2 separate regions of the Zea mays genome follow, and region 1 is linked to region 2. Evidence: chromatin contacts called from public Hi-C data. All regions are on one chromosome and are shown on one strand. The core of a region is the stretch at or near the end of the contact, and the rest is flanking DNA. Distances in the headings are between cores, read along the strand shown.

Region 1 (5,649 bases), core at 337-2,836, 64 kb after region 2:
CACTATATCTTTCAAGTACTACATGCTGACTAGAATAGTGAATTCCATAGCTCATTGTACCGTGCAAGTAGCGCATAACCCGCTCAAGTGCATGCCAATGACCAGTCCTAGGGTTTGACATGAACCTACTCAATTTGCTCACAACAAACGAAATATTAGGCCATGTTGCACTAGCAAGATACATGAGTGAACCGACGATCTGAGAATATCTTAATTGGTCTAAACCAATTCTCTTGTTCTTTCGCAGTGTCACACTAGGATCATAAGGTGTTGGAGAAGGTTTGCAATCAAAGAAGCCAAATCGCTTCAAAACCTTTTCAACATAGTGAGATTGCGAGAGAGTAATCCCACCATCTGCCTTAATCAGCTTGATGTTTAGAATCACATCAGCTTCTCTAAGATCTTTCATATCAAAACTCTTTGATAGAAAAGACTTGACTTCATTGATCACATCAATGTTTGTGCCAAATATCAATATATCATCAACATATAAGCACAATATAACTCCTTCGCCCCCACCACATCGATAATATACACACTTGTCTGCCTCATTAATGGCAAAGCCTGTAGACGTTAGAGTCGTGTCAAACTTCTCATGCCACTGCTTTGGTGCTTGCTTCAGACCATACAAAGATTTCAATAACTTGCACACCTTGCTTTCTTGACCCTTTACTAAAAATCCATCAGGTTGTTCCATATAGATTTCCTCGTCCAGCTCTCCATTAAGAAAAGTTGTCTTTACATCCATCTGATGGACAAGGAGACCATACGAGGCAGCCAAGAAAGTAGTACTTGAATAGTAGTCATTCTAGCAACAGGTGAGTAAGTATCAAAGAAGTCTTCTCCTTCTTTCTGAGTATAGCCTTTAGCCACAAGCCTAGCCTTGTACTTCTCAATTGTACCATCAGGCTTGAGCTTCTTTTTAAACACCCACTTACAACCCACATGTTTACAGCCATAGGGTCGATTAGTGACTTCCCACGTACCATTTGAAAGAATAGAGTCCATCTCATTATGAACTGCTTCTTTCCAATCATCTGCATCTGGAGATGCAAATGCTTCCATAATGGTAGTAGGAGTATCGTCCACAAGGTACACAATGAAATCATCACCAAAGGATTTTTCAACCCTTTGTCTCTTGCTCCTTTTAGGAGCATCATTGTTATCCTCCTCTAGGACAATTTCATGTGGCTGTTCAGAACTCTCAACAGGTGTACTATGTTTAGGAGTTATCTCAGAAGAGTATCTAGAATTTCTATGAATGTCTTTCATTGGAAATATGTGTTCAAAGAAAGTAGCATCACGTGATTCCACAATAGTATCAACATATACATCAAGAACTTCAGATTTAACTACTAAAAATCTATACGCTATGCTACACGAAGCATATCCCAGAAAGACACAATCCACTGTCCTTGGTCCAAACTTGCGCTTTTTATTAACTGGTACATTGACTTTCGCCATGCACCCCAAGTGCGCAAGTATGAAAGTGATGGTTTTCTCCAAACTAGCGACGACCCTAAGGGGGGGGTCGCCCTGGGCCCCCCGGAATGATGGGCCCCACCCCTGACACCAAGGAGCAGAGCAGTCGGAACAAAACGACAAGGAGCAGAGCAGTCGAGCAGATCATGGAAGTACGGAACCGCCAGGAGTAGAAACTAGCAAACTGCATCACGGAAACGCTTCGTCCTGATCCGTTCGTCGCTTCGGCCTTCGAGTCCTTCCTCCTGTCTTCCTGTCGGGTCGTACGCCCATACCTGGCTACCTGTGTCTCGGTCTTGCCTCGATGCCTCGGTGTCTCGTAGCAGCAGGTCGGGGCTGCCGCCACCACCTCCAAGACTCACGCCTCCATCCTTGATGTCGCCAGCCGGCGGCCGGACATGCACGGCGCCCTGGCGGCCCTGCTGCGTAGCCTGTGCTCCACCACACTCTTCCCCTACTTCATGCTCGTGGCCTGCGAGGGCGGCAACCTCCTCCTTCTAACGACGTGACATTTTCTAATGTTATCCCAGAAGACGACGTGGTGACGTGACGTTGCTTCGAAATTTCTGTATTCCATAATCGGTAATAATTCTTTAAGTTTATTCTTGTAACTAAGCGATAACTTCAATTCATAATTCTGTTTTTAATTTCGGCATATAGTCTTGTCATCTAGAAAGTATCCATCTGGTTCTGAGAAAACGAAGAGGAAGAAACGAGCAAATAAGTTCATAGAAACGCGGAGAGGAGCTATGGACAAATTTTTTTTCTAGTAATTCAAGAACTTCAAGGAATCAAAATGAGATGGCTATAGTTGCTATAGAGGAGCAACCTGATAATTAGCTAGAAGATCAGGGCTTTACACCAGAAGAAAAAATTGATCATGAGCCTATGGTTAATTCACCTCCTACAGAAAATGCTAGTGTTGATGAACAACCTGTTTTTACTGAGGATATCTATGATTCAATAAATTGGGATAATCTTGATAACAAGTCAAAGGACATATTAGTAGAGAAGGGATCCATCAGAGATGAAAATATTGAATTTCCTTTGGATACCAATGGCAGACATTTTTCATATACTCATTACTCTAGAAAGATGAGCAATGGAGAAGTTTATGATAGAAAGTGGTTGGTAGATTCCAAACACGTTGATAGAGTGTTTTGTTTTTCATGCAAGCTTTTCAATACAGAAAACTGCAACAGTTCATTGGGTTATGAGGGGTTCAGAGATTGGAGGAATATTAATGAGAGGTTGAAAGAACATGAGGCTAGTATAAAACATATTACAAGCATGAACCCTTGGAATGAACTGAGGGTGAGGCTTGATAAGCATGAAACAATTGACAAAAACATTCAGCAGCAAATCACAAAGGAGAAAGAGCGTATCAGGCAAGTTTTACAAAGAATAATTGCTGTTGTGAAATTTCTTGGTAAGCGGAATTTAGCTTTTAGAGGACCAAGTGAGAAACTTTACAATGATCAAAATGGTAATTTCTTAGCTTGTGTTGAGATGATTGCTGAATTTGATTTGGTTATGCAAGATCACCTCAGACATATTCAAAACAATGAGATTCATTATCACTATCTTAGTCATAAAATTCAGAATGAATTTATTTCTCTTTTGGCTTCTGACATCACTAAATCTATCATAAACACTGTTAAAGAGGCCAAATATTTTTCAGTTATCCTTGATTGTACCCCTGATGTTAGTCATCAAGAACAAATGAGTTTGTTGATCTGATGTGTTAATATGTCTACTCATAAAGTTGAGGAGTATTTTTTGGGTTTAATGAAGGTAGATGATACATCCGGTGAGGGACTTTTTAATTCATTACTTGATTCCATTAAGTCCCGTGGCCTAAATATTGAAGATGTTCGGGGTCAAAGTTATGATAATGGATCTAACATGAAAGGAAAGCACAAGGGCGTGCAAAGACCACTGCTTGATATAAATCCAAGAGCTTTATTTATGCCATGTGCTTGTCATAGTCTTAATCTTGCACTTTGTGACATGGCTAAATCTTGTGGCAAAGCTATTTCATTTTTTGGGATTGTGCATCGAGTATATACATTGTTCTCTAGTTCTACTAAAAGATGGGATGTTTTGAAGGATCATGTTGAAAGCTTAACTGCGAAGTCATGGTGCAATACTCGTTGGGAGAGTCGGATTAAAAGTGTCAAAGCAATAAGATTTCAAGCTCCTCAGATAAGGTCAGCTTTGCTTCAGTTGAGTACCGATAAGGATACCGAACCAAAGGATAAAAGTGATGCAAAAAAATTATTTGATCTTCTTGGTACCTTTGATTTTATACTTGGTATGGTTATTTGGTATGATATTTTATTTACAGTAAACAAAGTGAGCAAGCAGTTGCAATCCTCATCCATGTGCATTGATGCTACATTAATGAGAATAGAAGATACAGTGAATTAGTTTCAGAACTATAGAAATAATGGATTTGCTTCTAGTTTGATCATTGCCAAAGAGATTGCATCTGAATTGGGTGTAGAGCCATCATTTCTAGTGAAACGTCATGCTAAGAGGAAGAAACAATATGATGAAACTGATTGTGAGGAAGCAAATCTTGAAGCTGAAAAAGCTTTCGAAGTTAGTTATTTTTTGGTCATGGTTGGTATTGCAATTAGTTCATTGAAAAGTAGATTTGAAGAACTCCAATTATTCAAAGACATATTTGGATTTTTTATGGACTCCATAACCTTGAAGTCATTGGATACTATTGAACTAAGAGAATGTTGCACCAAATTTGCAAACACTTTCTCTTTTGATGGCTCATCAGATGTTGATCTAAATGATCTAATTTTAGAGTTTAGTGTTTTGCAGTTGACTTTAATAGATAAACCAATGTCTGCCATGGATATTTTTGAGTATGTTAGAGAAGTGGATTCTTATCCTAATACTGCTATTGCTTATCGACTTTTATTTACTGTGCCCATGACCGTTGCATCAGCTGAAAGAAGTTTTTCAAAGTTGAAGTTGTTGAATAATTATTTGAGGTCCAAAATGTCTCAATAAAGACTAAATGGTTTGGCTATTTTATGCATCAAGAAAATATTATTATATGAAATTGATACTGATGCTATCATCAATGACTTCGCTTCGAGACATGTTAGAAGACAATTTTAAGGTAATCACATATTTGTATTTTTTTCTTACGATGAATAATTTTTTGATGTATTTTTAAATGTTTATTACCAATATGTATTATATATATTATTATAGTAAGACCCCTATATTAAGTCTGGCCCCGGGCCTCTAATTTGTCAGGACCGTCACTGCTCCCAACCCACTTCTCATAAGGGGTTTTCTCTTCTTTGCCCATATGAATTCTATTCAGAACATGACATGAAGTCAGGACTGCTGCCCCCCACCATGCCTTAGATAAACCACAAGTGTCTAACATGGCATTCACCAGGTCAGTCAACGTATAGTTTTTCCTTTCAGCAATCCCGTTTGATTCGGGTGAATAGGGAGGCATCCTCTCATGAATAATGCCATGTTCTGCACAGAAATCATCAAAGACTTTGGGAAAGAATTCGCCACCATGATATGATCTAAGAAGTTTGATCTTTCTCTCTAGTTGGTTTTCAACTTCAGCCTTATAGTTTTAAAGTAGTCTGAAGCCTCATCTTTAGTTTTTAGCAAGTATACATAGCAAAATCTAGACGCATCATTAATCAAAGTCATGAAGTATCTCTTGCCACCTTTTGTCAACACACCATTCATCTCGCAAAGATCAGAACGTATGAGTTCTAGAGGTGCCAAGTGTCAATCCTCAGTAGCCTTGTGAGGCTTTCGAGATTGCTTTGACTGCACACAACTATGTCACTTAGTGAAGCGTCCTGATCCTTTGGGACTCAAATGTGATACAATTACTAGTCCCAGGAGGCTAGTAAACACATTCCTTACTTCAAATCGTACAGAGTTTAAATAGAGGTTATTACAATACCGGGGTACAAGCTCGAGAGAGCCAGAATAGGAAGCGCAGTAGGAAAATATACTAGCCCAAGCCACAGGCAGAAATGGGTGCAGACACAACCCTCTCAATCAAGCATAGCAGAAAAGAAGTCTTCGGCTGCTGAAAAATATAAATAAATCTGGGTGAATACACTAGGTATTCCGCAAGCCCACCCCGCTCCCGTAAAGAGAAAG
Region 2 (5,682 bases), core at 2,814-5,313:
TTCGTTTGGCAGCCCAACCAAGAGTCATCGGTACTCGTCATGTCGCGTGCGTTCGACGACTACTATATCGAGGATTGTGGTGTCATCTTGGCGCCGGAGGTGACACAGAGGAGGATCGACAACAGTGACCAGTTCGTCATCCTCGCCACTGTCAGGGTAGCTTTTGTGCCGGCCTGCCTTTAATTCTCTTCGCAAACACATACACACTTATCTTTTTGTTTAAGCAAGAGCATATGGTGGTGCGTGTCTGATGACTAACGATGTACGAGGGAATTTTTTCGGCATGTGTGGAACGTGCTCGTGCTCTCCAATGATGAGACCATACAAATCGTGGCATATATCAAAGTCTGCATGATACTGATGGTTGCAATGTAGTGGTGAAATAACTAGATTAAAATAACAAAATTTATGTATGGCTAGGATCACAAATTGATTATAAAATATTTTCTCATAACAATATAACACATATTTTATATATAAGTTATCGTAGTATACTAGTATTATATATTCCCGTTGCAACGCACGAGCATCCAGCTAGTAAATATATAAATGGGACGTTTATGAGAAGGGTAAAGGATGGACATGTCACGATTCCAATGCGATAATCCATAATATTGCACGCGCCTAAAACCTTCCCCGATTCCCTTACCATGACCAAAAGTCTCAACACAGCACAGAAAATAACCCCAGATCAAAACTAACATTCATAGCTGTTTTAGAATTAGACCCAAAAACCTAAACAACTCTTTCCTGAGCAGCACTCCAAAGAGATGAGGCTCACTTGAAGCATTTTGCATCTAGCAAGGCCTCGCCCTCAAAAGGCTCCTGGTCCTCGATCATGGCATTGACCCGCTCCTTCTGGGCCTCATCAGAGAGGTCGACCTTGGTCCACTCATAGAGCTCCATGTCATAGACCTCATCCATGACAAACTTGGGGATTTCGGGGCCACGGAAGAGCCAGAGCCCCTTGACCTTGAAAGGGGGCTCAGAGCCAACCACAAGCATCTTGCCAAAGGCGTATTTGCGGCACAGATCCATCCGCTGCAGGAAGCCACCAACCTTGTTCATAGTCACAAACGACACTGTGTTCTCGTCATTGTACTTGTAGTCACAGAACCACAGGGAGTAGCCCTCTGGGTCATACATGTCCCAGAAACCTGAAAATACATGGGAGTTGAGTTCAGTTGACTTGTGCATAGCACTACTAACAGATCAAAAACAAAACTTTGAGAACCGCTTAATGGGGTGTTTAAATGCACTAGATTAAAACAAAAAGATATGCCGAACCCAGCTGTAACTTGTTCGGCTGCTAGTTGCAGCCGCAGCTTTCATCCATCCAACAGTTGTATATTCTCAGCAATACTCAAGCAGCAGCAGCTGGAACAGTGGCCTTGACTATCAGCCCAACAGGCCCAAATTGACCAGCTGTCTTATTTAACTTGAGGCACATGTTTGCTTAAAGTTACTCAATAGTTTATCTTTCTAATTAGTAATATCTTATGTAAGCATAATTATTGTTAAAACTATAAAAAAATCATTGTTAAAACTATGTAACCATAGTCATTGTTAAAAACATACCTTTAATAGCAACCTCACGGAAGTTGGTTTTCGTGTTAGAATACAGCCTCTTCCAATCGTCAAGAATCAACTTGCTCGGAGGAAGCAAATCAAGGGGATTCTTTGGCTTAGGCTTTGGAGCCTCCTCTTCCTCTGCTGGTTTCTCAGCTTCCTTAGGCTTCGGGGCCTCCTTTTTGGCTTCCTTAGGCTTCTGCTCTTTGGCCGGAGCAATCTTCTTTGGAAGAAGTGGCACAGCTTCTGCCTGCTTCACGTCACCAATGACCTTTTTGAAGTTTGGCTGGTTAACCATGGTCCAGAAGTACCTCTCAATATGAGGGAACTCTGAGGTAAAACTCTTAGTCAAGATACGGCTAAAGCCCATATAAAGATTGCATGTCAGCACAATATCCGCAAGTGTCACTGAATGCCCAACAAGGAATGTGTTTGATGCAAGATGGGTGTTCAGGGAACCGAATGCTCTCTTCAAAGCAGCAATGGCTGATTCTTCTGTCTGTTGAGCAAATGAGAATATGAGACTACAATCAAGCTATTGAGAAAGAAGTGCTACCCACATGGCAATACATACCACAGCAGCATAGGGATAAAACCCCATACGTGGGTACAACCACTTTCCAATGCTGGCATCAACCTCTGTCGCAGCAAAGTCCATCCACTGCTCAATATGGGCCTGAAACAAGCACAGGTTCAAACGGACAGAAACATCTAAGCAAAAAAATTCAAGAAATATAAAATTAATTTGAATGAAATATTGAACATTACTCACATAATCAATCAGTGAAGATCCGTAAAGTGGGTTGTTAGCCTTCAAGCGAGTAACTTCAGGGAGATGACAGAATTCGGTGCTCAATCAAATAAATGCAAACAAAAGACTAAACAAACCAATTGTTGCAACATTTAAATTACCATATCTTGCTATTGCATTGCTCTCAAAGACAGGACCATCAGGTGTCTCCAGGACAGGAACCTGCAAAGAAGCGCCCAAATTACATCCTAGACTATTTATCACCATCTTAACATATACAGAATTTTTTATACCTTCCCAATAGGGTTCATCTTGAGGAACTCTGGTGTTTTGTTGGAAACCCCCATTTGAAAGTCTTTTACCAACTCAACCTTGATGCCGCTGTAATCCGCGGCAATTAGTGTTTTGAATGCATTTTTGTTACTACTGCCAGCATGCAGTACCTACACAGTGCAGAAGGTTTGGTCAGATGGCTACATACCGACACATAACATATCACAATCTGAAACATATATATATCAGAAAAACTAATAATATAAGTTGCAGAATCAATCAGACAATCAGAAAAAATTAAAGAAAAAGAAAAAAAACAATCTTTGATCTAGCACAACTGAAGCCAGTAAACAATTGGTGTCAACTGATAACAGTGTGGAATCATATGAAGAAGACCACAACTACATACTGATGCCTATCTCTAGTACAAAAGTTAGGAAAATATAAAGTCAAATGGGCTTGAAAAGTTGAATATGCCTTTTGTGCTCAGTCAGAAGAGTCAGAACTAAACTCTATTCTGCTTATCAGCTCAGGGAAAAGTTGAGTGAGTTTTTTATTGTATTGGAAACAACAAACATGTAACATGTTAACACAAAATTATAAGCTCAGAGCAAGAATTATATCGTCTATGACTTGATGCTCGTCAGCTTGCAGCATATTAATATACAAACATGTTAAAAGAAAACTACTATGCAAATCAGCATCAGAGACTACCTAATGTTAAAAGCAATGAATGCCTGGCTAAAAGAGTGGCAAAGACCGACCATATGTTTAAATAAAACCACTATGGAAATCACCTGTGAAACAGGAGGCGTCTGCTACGTCACAACTTCATTCTAATTATACCATCTGATGATGGGAATAAATGGGAGGTGATACCATTTTCATAACTTCAGTAAGCATCTAAATGAATTCAATCTCTAACGAGTCAAAATGGGCCAAGATGTAACTAACAAACAGGTAAGGCAAACAAGATAAGGGTAATCAACTATATCCATCCATGGACAATAATTTAGCGACCAAATCTTATGTTAATGTGAGATATAACATATATCCACGATGTAGGCTGCACAGTAGTAATCCACAGAAACCCGCGAATGGAAATTACAATAAAATAACCACGCTAATACAAGCTACTTAAACGCCCCTAGCATTTCGAAAATCTAAGAGCAACATACTACTTAAATAGGTACTTAAATAACTAGTGCTAGTTAGAAAAAACACTTACAAGCGCCATATCGATGAAAAGCTAGCTTCACTCGATCTCAGATCTGCATAACAGCAACAGAAGAAGAAGAAAATAAAATCAGCGAAATCAAACACGAGTAGAACACTATAAATCAAGACAATAACACGAATTTCTCTCGCTACATTTTCACCGCTACCAGCACCGCGAGATCGGGCGAGTAGCGCGCAGCAGGGGGGAGAGCGGAGGCGGAGTAGCCAAAAACCCTAGCGTTGCCGACGAGCCGTCTTATGGAGGCGCAGCTCGCAATACTTGGACCTCGTGCCTAAGGTTGCGCGCACGCGATCTCAGCCGTTGGATGTGGTATCCGAAAAAACTGATTGAACGGCTCGCATTGGCCCGAGATTCTGAGTCGAGCAAGGCCCACCAGAGTAGAAGCCCAAATTTCACTCAGAGTTGGCCTACTAAAGCCTCGCTTTCGCTTGGCAAGGGGCTATCAGCGTCCATCCATGTGGACTCAATTGGGCCTTGCCGTTTGTGTGTTTTTTTTTGGTCCCATAGCCAGTACGCGAGTGAGTAGTCTATGGTCTGGGCTTATTAAATAATGGGCTGAAATGAAGAGAAAGCTCACGAAACAAAAAAAAAACAATATTCCGCTCGTTGATCGATCAGTCGCGGTTTCTCTGCCGCGCCTCGCGGCGCCTGGCTCTCTGCGCCGCAAGAAGGAAGCAAGCGGGAGTCGTGTGCTGCTCACCACGTGTTCTTGTGTCCCAAAGAAATGAAAAATGTGTTTATGGCCTGATGCTAAAGAAACATGAGGCACATGAAGAATGTCCTCCAGGCATGTACGATTAGCATCACTTTCTATTTTGAGAATACGCGAGAGGGCAGCGTATCTTTGTAATCAAATAGAAAATAGTACTCTCTTAATTTTTTTATTTTGTCGCGTTTTAGTTATAAAATAAACTAGCGAACTACAAATATTTAAAAACCGAGAAAATAGTTTAGCTAAAAAATGGCAACTACAACGCATATGCCCGGATCAAAGATCCAAACAGATACACTGGGACTGAAGTTATCAGGCCGCCCTAAGTACAGGCTGATGAGGACCCAGTCGAGCTTTAGTTGTATAGTTCGCAAGGTGCTAGGACCCGAGTGGTGTCAGGTGCACCTCAGCCTCTCACCTTTCTCTCTTAATCGATTGGCAGTGTGGCCCTTCCAAAAAAAATTTGAAAAGGGAAATCTTGACGACTGATACATTCGTGCTTGGTAATAGATTTTTTTTCACACTAAGGGCTAGTTTGGATGTCTAAAACCAGAGAGAATTAGAGGAGCTAAAATCTCTTGCTTATTTAAAATTGAATAAGGAGGAAATTTGAATAAATATTAAATTTTAGCGCCTCCAATCCACTCCGGTTTTGTGCCTTCCAAACTAGTCCTAAGAGCTAATTTGGTGGGAAGAGAATTGAAGAGGGTCAATGGGGTAGAAATTCCCTTGCTAATCAAGTTTCCCGTGGAGCCCCTCCAATTTTCCTTCCACCAAATCAGCCATAATATAGTTTCAAACATCATCTGATCTGTCATTCATGTCTAACATAATCTCGAAATCTTGTGAGATGGCATTTAGTCCCCAAACAAGTGGATGTGGCTCAATCCTCCATCCTGCCCCTAGCCAACCTTATCCACTAGCTCGAAGTTAGCGTATTCTTATTCTTCTATACTTTTCTTGTTTCTTTAATAGCGTACTATTGTTTTAGGCATTTGCTGCAGCCACTTAGGGCATGCTTTGGTGATCACATCCTCGTCTTATGATATTTGTTTAAGTGAAAGATTTGAAGCCCCAAATTAGATCATATCTTCAAAAATGGCAATTTTCATTCTAGCTTTTTTTGTTGTTGTATTT

Evidence for each region. A called contact is a pair of places that touch in the nucleus more often than the background predicts.
Region 1: a Hi-C map of leaf shows a contact between it and region 2, with 4 times the contacts expected there. The contact joins the enhancer-like site here to the promoter of LOC100381466 in region 2. A contact is called at or near these places in 5 of 25 Hi-C or Micro-C datasets (leaf and leaf mesophyll).

Annotation. Positions count from the first base shown.
Region 1 is chr5:158,543,370-158,549,018 of Zm-B73-REFERENCE-NAM-5.0, forward strand. No RefSeq gene overlaps it. Among protein-coding and RNA genes, the nearest start is that of LOC100381466, 65 kb to the left of the region's middle. Within about 2 kb of position 1,587, at least 14 of the 20 cell types and tissues checked have an H3K27ac peak or open chromatin away from gene starts, as enhancers often do. A contact at or near this core is called in leaf and leaf mesophyll, where this site is marked.
Region 2 is chr5:158,477,315-158,482,996 of Zm-B73-REFERENCE-NAM-5.0, forward strand. LOC100381466 (putative elongation factor 1-gamma 2) reads right to left here and starts at 4,064. Exons shown (of 8, transcript NM_001361431.1): 1 at 3,965-4,064; 2 at 3,822-3,864; 3 at 2,614-2,763; 4 at 2,482-2,542; 5 at 2,342-2,394; 6 at 2,144-2,245; 7 at 1,579-2,068; 8 at 586-1,157. The coding sequence starts at 3,830. The coding sequence ends at 778.